Linked DNA regions of Gossypium hirsutum: region 1 is linked to region 2. Evidence: chromatin contacts called from public Hi-C data. All regions are on one chromosome and are shown on one strand. Each heading gives the region's core, a stretch centred on a gene start, on an enhancer-like site or on the middle of the called end of the contact. The rest is flanking DNA. Distances are from core to core; before and after follow the strand shown.

The links. Hi-C and Micro-C count contacts between places; a contact is called where the count stands out from the background.
Region 1: a contact with region 2 is called in a Hi-C map of leaf, with 2.2 times the contacts expected there. The contact joins the promoter of LOC121220119 here to the promoter of LOC107913039 in region 2. A contact is called at or near these places in 2 of 34 Hi-C or Micro-C datasets (both in leaf).

The regions. Positions count from the first base shown.
Region 1 is chrD08:34,317,824-34,322,760 of Gossypium_hirsutum_v2.1, forward strand. It overlaps LOC121220119 (rhodanese-like domain-containing protein 14, chloroplastic), which reads left to right and starts at 1,887. Exons shown (of 6, transcript XM_041099307.1): 1 at 1,887-2,651; 2 at 2,781-2,827; 3 at 3,131-3,223; 4 at 3,312-3,450; 5 at 3,543-3,645; 6 at 3,957-4,337. The coding sequence starts at 2,432. The coding sequence ends at 4,071. It overlaps LOC121220120 (a long non-coding RNA gene), which reads right to left and starts at 2,869. Exons shown (of 2, transcript XR_005917301.1): 1 at 2,743-2,869; 2 at 2,377-2,636.
Region 2 is chrD08:33,613,535-33,619,021 of Gossypium_hirsutum_v2.1, forward strand. It overlaps LOC107913039 (outer envelope pore protein 37, chloroplastic), which reads right to left and starts at 2,060. Exons shown (of 7, transcript XM_016841494.2): 1 at 1,409-2,060; 2 at 854-943; 3 at 363-530; 4 at 8-102. The coding sequence starts at 1,813.

The DNA of each region.
Region 1 (4,937 bases), core at 637-3,136, 700 kb after region 2:
CACGTTGCAATGAGGTAAGTCGTGTGGTCATAACTTGGCACACTGAGTGTTTAAGTCTTGTTTTGTTAACTTTGCAATTTAGTCCAACACATTTTAAATTAAATTGGAGTCCAAAAACACTATGAAATGCTTTGAAAATTTTCACACTAATGATTTAGATGTTAAATTGCGTAATTCTTAAAATGATTTTGAAATATGGTTATTTTGTACATTTTGTTTTTTTTACGATGTAGTCCCTAAAGCTTAGGTTTTAAAATTAGATAAAAAAAATATTAACCGTTATAAACTTATTCTTTCAAATAATGAATTTAATAAAACCCTAGAATAAAAAGGTCCCCTAATTTGTTGTTTTATAAGTGTTATCTTATGTTGAATGTAAAAAGAAAAAAATACCCTTGGATGTCGTTTGAATGTTTTGTTAGCTAAAAATATATATAAAAAAAAAAGAATGTTTTGTTAGCTAAAAATATATAATAAAAAAAAGAGAATGTTTTGTTAATTAGGATTCATTTGTTTATCTTTGTTTACTTTTTGTTGGTTATGCATGATTATGTTGTGATGCCAATGGTGGTCTGTAGTGTGGTCACGTAAATGACAAATGTGCCGTTTCGGATTCGAGTTGGACCGTCCCAACCGAATTTTTGGCACCGCAAATGATGGAGAATTGGAAGGTGAGACAAGGAGTAATACAATCAATCAACCCAAAGTTGACAAGAAATGAGATGAGTGAACCCATTTTTTTTTCTTCTAGCAAGCTATGAGTTGAGCTCCACAAGATCTAATTGATTATTAATTCTAGGAAGGGATAGCAAAGGGCAAAGGGAAGTGGGTTGATTGCTGCGAGAAATTGCAATCTTTAAAATACATATCTGGATGGGACACAAAGACTAAGTTAGAAACTATTTTTAGGGATCATAAATAAATTATATTTTTTTTAAAGTTAAAATGTAATTTTATTATTGTATTAATTTATATCTTTAAAATGTTTAAAAGATTAAATTAAAATTTTATTATCTTCAACATGAAAATGGAATTTTATGGTTTACTCATTTATATTTTATAAAATATAAAAGACTAATGTAATAATTTTTCATTTTAGGGACCTCTACCCCTATGTCATAGTGCAACCTTGTAGTAGGGGTGTTCATTCGGTTAACCGACCCGAAATAATATTAACAAAATTAACCGACCTTTCAAAATTTTTAACCGTTAACCGAACCAAAATTTTTTCAAAAAAAATTAACCGAACCGAAATTTTTTCGGTTAATTTGGTCGGTTAACCGAATTAACCGAAAATTATATATTTTTTATTTTTGGTTAAAAATTAACTGAATTACCCGAATTAACCGAATTACCCGAATTAACCGAATTAACCGAATTGAATCACTACATAATTAAATTATTTTTAGACTTTTAGACTTTAGTTTTAGTTTTAGAATTTTATTTTTATTTATTAAATTATTTGTAATTTTTATGATTGGGTTGGGTAATTGGGTTGGGTTGAATACTTGGGTTTGGATTGGGTTTAGGTGAATAGTGGGCCTATTTATATATTATAATTTTATTTATTAATTTTTTTGATTAAACCGAAAAAATTCGGTTAACCGACTGGTTTCGAACCGAATTAACCGTTAACCGAAAAATTAAAAAATAATTAACCGACCCCGACCAAAAAAATTTGGTTAACCAACCGATTAACCGAATTCGGTTGGTTAACCGAATTTTTTCGGTTGTACCCGAATTTTGCACACCCCTACCTTGTAGTGTCATGATAGGGTAGGATGTCAAGGGGCCATTCATATATAGGGCAATGGCAAAGGATAGGGAAACCTGAGGAAGGGTAAATCTTTTGTATTTAAGAAAGTTTCTTCATTTCAAACATATTTACGTTTTCTGATAGTGTTTCTATAAAAACGTTTTAGCATTTTATAAGGATGGACAGTCTATAGCGGTTGGGCTGAACCACCAGTTATGACTATTGAGATTATTAACCGAGTTGAGTGGGAGCCTCCATCCAAATGTCTCACAAACTTACAACCGAGTGAACAAAGTTGTGTTTATGACACCCTGTCAACTCCTTTCGTGGCGCTCCTGAGGCTGATGGTAGGCAGGTTCTAAGCTAAGGCCCTAATACTGAAAATTAGTAATAGCATCTATATTCTACAGTAACTGAAGATAGGCCAAGCCAACTTGGCTCTCTGTGGATGACAGAAATCCAACTGTGACAAACACCTTAACACATGAACCACAAACTCAGATTTTTCAACCAAAAAAAATATCCAGAATGAATGGCCCACTTCTAAAGCAAGCATCCAACAATCTCTTTGAAACAACATGAAAATGACAAAAACACAAGCCCATTTCATATAAAACTCCCTCAATCACCCAACTCCTTTAGTAGCAACTGATCTTTTCTGCGATTCAGAAGAAAATGGCTGCACTCACTTCAATTACCCCCAACCCAGCTTCATCCTCTTCAGTATACTCCAATTTCAGGACCTCTCCATTGACTCTCTCTTCCCAGATTATTGCAGACTGTTCTTGCCTTTTGAGTGTAAGATCAGGTCTAGCATCAAGGCAAAGACTGGCTTCCCGGAATCGGCGGTGCCTAATTATCCGAAGTGCAGCAACAAAGCCTGCAAAATCACCAGGTACCACTACTGTTGTAGTCCAACCTTAATTTAATCATAAGATGAATGGTCGATTGAACCTCAGGCTCAGGAACAAAACAAATTGGCTGACCTGATTTTGATTTTCTTCTCTTCTTTTGGAGGGATTAGCTGAAGAAGATTGGAAGGTCAAGAGGGAACTTCTCTTGGAGAAAAGGGTATTCCATCTTCCACTCTCATGCTTAAGTACACATTTTGATGCTGCATACATACTTGGAAAATTTAAAATCGTCACTCTCACCGGTTGATACAACAAACAACCCGTTCCCCTTATAAGTTGCTACCTAATGATTCTATATTTAGAGGATGGAAGTAAAAAGCTAGAAATATTTATAAATACCATCAAATATCATGAATTGAGAAGAAGAATCCCCTAAGGGGGGATAAAGCTCCTGTACACAGGTGAGTGTCTGTAAGGATGACAACGCAAGCATAACAACAGGATTACCCTTTGCTTGCAGGTAAGAAGTGTGGATGCAAAGGAAGCTTTTCGCCTTCAAAAAGAGAATAACTTTGTGATTCTCGATGTACGTCCTGAAGCAGAATTTAAAGAGGTCAGTCGGTTCATTACAACAGGAAAATAATCAGTCACGAAAGGGGCGTTTCAGTTAATGCTGCTAAATTTGATGCCTTTTGATGCAGGCTCATCCAGCAGGTGCTGTTAATATTCAGATATATAGGCTTATAAAGGAGTGGACGGCATGGGATATCGCCAGGCGTGCAGCATTTGCATTTTTTGGCATATTTTCCGGCACAGAAGAGAACCCTGAGTTTATGCAAAGTAGAATCAAGTTCCCTATTTTTCTTCTATTGTCCACCACCATTTCCTACTTAGCAGTTACAAAAGGAACTAACTGTTTGTTATCTAAGCAGGTGTAGAATCAAATTTTGGCAAGGACGCAAAGATAATAGTGGCGTGCACAACTGGGGGTACAATGAAGCCATCCCAAAATCTACCTGAAGGTCAACAATCCAGGTATTTACAGCATTTTGATTTTATACAAGCTTATAGCATGCATTATAGGCCTAATTAGAAATTACAAGCTTAATGTAGTTCAAATCTGATAGCTAGGTGTGGTGCTTAAATGAGAAGTAGATAGGATTAAACTAGTAACTAAACAAACCATCGACATTGATTAAAAGTGAAGCTCAAAAGGCCTAATTAGTAATTAGTAGTTGATGTTTGATGATTTTTCATTTCCCCTCAATCTAAGCAATTAAAGTTATTTATTTGCTGAACTTTTTGTCAACTAGAAGATACAAGTGCTTGCTTTTGAATCCTTGCAGATCACTCATAGCGGCTTACTTGCTTGTGCTCAATGGGTACAAAAATGTTTTCCATTTAGAAGGGGGTCTTTATACATGGTTCAAAGAAGGACTGCCATCAGAATCTGAAGAATGATATATCAAATGATTAGATGGTGCTTCCATCGAAGCTCAAATTTTGTCCTTAAGACTGATTTCTACCATTTTCCTTTAGGTTTTGAATGTGATCTCTTTTAGGCATTTTAATCATACTAAGAATCTTGTATCACCTTAAGTTATGTATGACTTTTTTTTTTCTGTTAAATGTGAAAAATTGAATGTATAAGTAGTAAAACCGAAGGTTTGCAACTAGTGGCAACAGCCAAATCATCAAATTTGACGTGATTCACAATGACCTGTCAATTATCAGTGTACTAGTTTAAACCATTTCATGTTTTACACGTAATTAAGGGTACCTTAAGACAAGGCCTTCACTCTTTCCTACTGAGTTTAGTGGTAAAAATCCATGGCCAAATACTTTGTTCAAATCCAAGCTGATGTTAATCGTGACAATATCGGGTGGGATAGAAGATAACTACCCCATTTGGGCAGTGAAAACGAGACCATATTTGAGTGCTTTTGACTTGTGGGATGGTTTTGAAATAGGTAGAGAAATGTTGAAATAGGTAGAGAAATAACTCTTTAGAGAGTAAATCCTATTATTACTCAAATGAAACAAAACAGAGACGAAATTGCCAAGAAATTCAAGGTTCTCTCTTGCACTCACTCTGTTGTCAGTGATGCAATTTTCACAAGGACACTATAGCAAATAGACTTTTAGCGGCGTTTTTTTAGGCCTATAGCGGCGTTTTTAAGCACTGTTAAAACTATTTGCGGCGCTTTCACAAGCGCGGCAAAAAATGTCGCTATAGACAACGCTAAATTTTGCGGCGTTTATGTGAAAAACGCCGCTATAGAACATGACCTTTAACGGCGCTTTACCCACAAACGCCGCTAAAGATC
Region 2 (5,487 bases), core at 810-3,309:
AACTAACCTCAATTTATCCGATGGACTGAAGCGTCGCTTGAATGCAAATGACGCCCTATTAGTTGGTAGTGAAATGCTAGGAATAAATGACATTGTCCCATCCTGCAATGAAAACCATCAAAACCATCTACTAAAGCACTCAAAAAGCTTGAAAATTTACACAGCCATAATGTTTTCCAACCCAGCATTTTCCTATGAAGAAGGTGATCAGCCAGCTCAGCCAATTTTGAAAACCTAGCCATCTAAGTTATTCAACATTAGGTGTAATGGATCTCCCATAGAAGCCAGAGTAGCCAATCAATGAACAAGTATATAAACAAGACTGTAAACACAAAGCTATAACATTGAGGGAAAAAACCCACCTTATATGAGTATCTTAGTTTCAGTTCTTCATCTATGTAACGTGCGGCACCTACACCATACAAAATTGGACCTTTAACAATTCCATTTATCGACAACCTTGGTACGTCATCCTCTTCTCTCTCCTCTAATGAAAATTCACCGATGGGAAATCTGAATGTCGCTTTGGGCTGCAGCAACAGGAAAGTTCAGATGAGAGAAAAACAGCTATGACCAATGTTGAAAAACATCAGAGAGGAAGCATAAAAATACAAGTGGACTGCCATTAATCAAGTGTTTTAAGCGATGCAAAAGTCAGTATAGTATGGGTTGAATAATGCATAAAGAAAAAAACAACAGTATGACACCACATACATTAAGCAACTTAGAACCACAAAAAACTGCTGAAATTGAATTACCACATCATTCCATGATAAATGGTTCTCAATTGTCCATAACTTAATGCCAAGCAATCGATTTTCACTAGTAAGACACCAGGAGAAACAAAGCTCACCAATGAAACATTGGGAACAGGTGATGACACTTCAACAGCATAACTAGGATCAGCAAGTTTTGCAATAGCTGCCAGTTCACCTTGTTGTGCCTGAGAAAAAAAAAAAGAGAGAGAGAGAGAGAGATTCAGGGGATATGGCATATGTGGCTTTAAGGAAATATTTATTCAGCACTTGAACAACAATTATGATAGTTGGCTTCAAAAATAATAAACTCCCCATTCCCAAAAATACAAGGAAAAATAGGATTGAAGATAAAAAACAACACAAGGATGTTCAGAGAGGTCTTCAAGACTCAAGTATGACGACCAACTAGACCATTTTATGAAAGAAAAATCCTCTGAAACCCCATTATCAATTTCATAGGCTCGAAAAACGATCACCAAATGCAAAGCCCGGTACTCGAAAATTCTCTAGAAAACCAAATAATAAACAATCTTTCATATCTTCCATGCACAATAAAAAAGAGGTTTCAATTTTATACAATTTTCAATGACATTGGCAACCAAGACTCCCACTAAGCCAAAACCGCGAGTTGGAAGGAAAGAAAAACCAACCTTAACATCAATGGCAGCTTTGAAATGCCACGTAGGACCGACATTGTAGTAACCCTGGAAGATGGCATTTTGTTCCTCAGGATCGTAGTATATGGACAAGTACTTAGAAGATAGCGCCAACTGGGGCTCCGTGATCTCGCGTTTGGCGTTGTTGATGAAGGAGAGTTTGAGCTTCGCAAGGTTGTCGAAGAGCTTACAAGACAGCTTGTGGAAGAACACGCGGCTATCACTATCGAACTCCGAAGTCACTCTGAGGGAGGATAACGAAGAGAGAAACTGGTAGGGCTTCCTGGGTGGTGGAGAAGATGGCGGTGGCTCAGGCTCCGGCTCCAAAGGGGACGGTGGCGGTGGCGGTAACAGGGGCGGGACAAGGTAATTGGGGATTCGAGGAGAAGCGTCCAGCATGGCTCAAATTGGGAGGGGGGTTTTGGGGTGTGTAATTGAAGGTATATGGGTGGTAATGGTATTCAAAGGGTTAAAAATTCTGGCCTTTGGCTACCAGAAAAAATCGAGGGGCGAGGGTTACTCTTCGTCAACCTACGCTTTTGCTTTGTTTGGAAATTGATATTTGGTAGAGAGAGAGAGAGTGACGTCTTTTGCATGCTTGTGTCACCGGTTATTTCGATTTCTACATTTTTTAAATTTTCTGATTCTGATTTGCCCTCACCCACCCTCCCCCCCTTTTATTTTCTTTTCACCTAAATATGTTTTTAGTATGTACTAATTGAACCCTTAACCCTATATTTTTTTAAGACAAAACTTGGGTTGTTTGGTTTTAATGAGATTGCAGTATTGAATTTTTAATTTTTTGATCTTTTCCTAATCTTATATTCGTGAACAAGATGTGGTAATGGTACAATTTTTTCTTAGGTTATCTAAAATTCCAAGTGAAATATGAAATTTTAGACAATTTTTTTTATCCTGATATTACTTTTCATCTTGATATTACTTTGTGGTTTATTAGATTGATGTTAAGGATTTTTTTTAAAATGTGTTTGTTGAATGCTATAGGAAAATGCATGTAAAAGTATCGGGGAAGCCCTTATACTTAGGGGTGAATTGCATTTTGATCCCTCTATTGAAAAATAGGTAAATTATCTCTTGTACATTATTTCAAAACGTGCAAATTAACCCATCCATTAATTTTTTTTTGTTAAATGATGATGTGGAACGTTAAATCCATGCTAAAATTATTTTTTCGGGTAAACATTAAAAATGATCACTCAACTATTAAATTTTTTTATTTAGTCACTAAACTTTTCGAAATTAAATATTTTAGTCACTTTGAGCTAATGTAGGTTTTTTTATTGGTCAGTAACAAAATTAGCCCTTTAATGTTTGCACATTCTATCAATTTAATCTTAAATATAAAAAATTAAACAAATTTAGCCCTCAATGTTTATAAAATTTGTCATTTTAGTTATAATTCTAAAAAATCAATATGGCCCTTAAAATTTATAGAATTTGCCAATTTAGTCCTAACTCAGAACGAAATGCATAGTTGGGTGACCATTTTTATAATTTACCCATAAAAAAATCATTAATCTTATATTTCGTCAACCAAACATATGAATATTACATTCTACCAAATAGACCAAACAAGTTAATACTATACTCCATCGATAATCTTACATACCCGTAATCTAAGATTTGGTGAACCAAACACACCTTTAGAGTATGTTTAGATTAAAAAAAGATAAAAATAAAAGAAAGGGAAAAAATTAGTGTTTGGTTAAACCACATAAAGGAAAAGAAATAGTTGAATATAATATTAGTTTTATAATTATAACATTTTTATGATATATTATGTAAAAATGGAGGGTAAAAAAGATATTTAATATCTTAAAAATATATAGATTTTGTTTCTCTAACTTTCCCACCAATTTGAGGGAATTAAAAATTTGACACTTTGAGAAAAAGTAAGGGATATACTCAAAAGTCTTAACCTTTCCTTACCTTAAAATTTTTTTTATCCAAACAAGTGGAACAACTTTCTCTTGCTTTCCTTTCATTTGTTACTTCCATCCAAATATAAGGTTTATTTTAAAGTTATCTCAAATAAGCAAATAACTTCTTACAATTTATTTGACTAAAATAAAAGTAAAACTTATTTAGGGAAAGCGTTATATATATATATATATTTGTTTAGATAGACTTAATAATTTAAGCTAAGGAAAGTAAAGAAAATTGAGTATCCCTTTCTTTCATTTAAAAATTAAATTTTTTATTTACTCTAATTTGGAGGGAAAGGTAGAGAAAGAAAAGTAAAACAAAATATTAAGATGTAGAATTTTTTTTTTTTGTCTACTTTTTTTATAAATAAATTTATGAAAAGGTTATAATTGTAAAGATTTATTATAATTAATACTTTGCTTCCCTTTCATTGTTTATCCAAACAAAAATTGTTAGAATTAATTTATTTTCTTTCATTAATTTTAATTATCCATTTGTTAAGCTTTCCACTCTTTTCCTTTCTTTTCCTTTACTACTTTTAATCCAAACATAGTGAAAGGTATTCTATACATAAAGGCAATTACTGTCTTATTACTTTTATAACTTATGGGATGCTATGTTATAATGCGTATAAATAAAGGCATGTAAGAGACTATAGATGAACCAAGAAAAGGAAGAAGTTTTCTCTTATATTGTGTCTTATATATTCATTTTGTCTCTTGTTTTTATATTTTACTTTTAGTTTTATAAAATGTATCAGCATGATCTTGTTCAAGAGTAATTGTTCTTTCTATCGAAGGTAGAATAACGTACCCATGCAACATCCTGGCTAATCGACATCCCTATTTGGGGTCTAATTGTTATACGAAGGCCAAGTCTTCTTTGCTTGCATCTTGCATATAGCTATGTTGACACTTACACATTATAGAACTCAAAGGGATTGAGTTATAGCCTGATTTGTGTAACACCCCTTACCCGAGACCGTTGCCGGAGTCGAGCACGAGGCGTTATCTGACTTAACTTACTAGTTCGGAGCATAAAAATTTGCTTTTAAAATTAATTCGCTCACATTCATTCAATATATCCCTAAAGTGAACCCTCGAGACCCTAAAACATGCAACGAAAATGGTTCAGGTCCAAACCGGGAACATTAAAAATTTTCTGAATACTTAAACAAATCAAAATAATTTATTTCATTGCTCACAATAAAACTGTCCACCTGCATAACAGTCACTAATTTAATTATAACTCGAGTTACGAAACTTGAAATTTAGATCTGTAAATTTTTCCTAAAACTAGACTCATATATCTTCTTACCATAAAATTTTCAGAATTTTTGGTTTAGCCAAAAGTACAGTTTATTCTTTAATGTCTCCCCTGTTTCACTGCTCGACAGTTCTGCTCCCTCTTCACTAAAAATAAATTATCTCATTGTACGGGCTTCATATGGTGCTTCTGCTTGTTTCTATTGAAAATAGACTCACTAAGGAATCTAGAAATATAAATTATGACTCATAATTCTTTCTGTATAATTTTTAATGATTTTCTAAAGTCAGAATAGGGGACTTCAAAAACCATTCTGACCTTGTCTCACTAAAATTCAAATATCTCATAATATATAATTTCTTTGCCTACAGCATTTCTTTCATGTAAAAATAGACTCGATAAGATTTAATTATATACCTCATTCACTCTCTAATTCAATTTCTACTATCCTTGGTGATTTTTCAAAATTTTTTCTCTTTTATAATTTCTTTGTATTAACTATCATTTAGGCATACATAACACCAAAAAATTTTCTTAAATAGTAATTTGAATAGCTATTCATTAGCCATATCATAAGGACACACACAAAATGACTAAGTCCCTAGACATGCCATAACTTAAAACGTTTCGATCACAAAATACCGAGATGGTCCGTTGATAGTGTGAAATGATCTCCAACGTTTTTACGATCCCTGAATTGGCTTGGCGATACTATAATAAAGAAGGAAAATAAATGGGGTAAGCATTAAAGCTTAGTAAGTTTACAAGCAAATAAATAACAACATTTATCATAAATAATTATACTCATAAATCATCATCAAGTATCATAGTCTTTACTTCTTCTTTACTTGCTGTCTTAC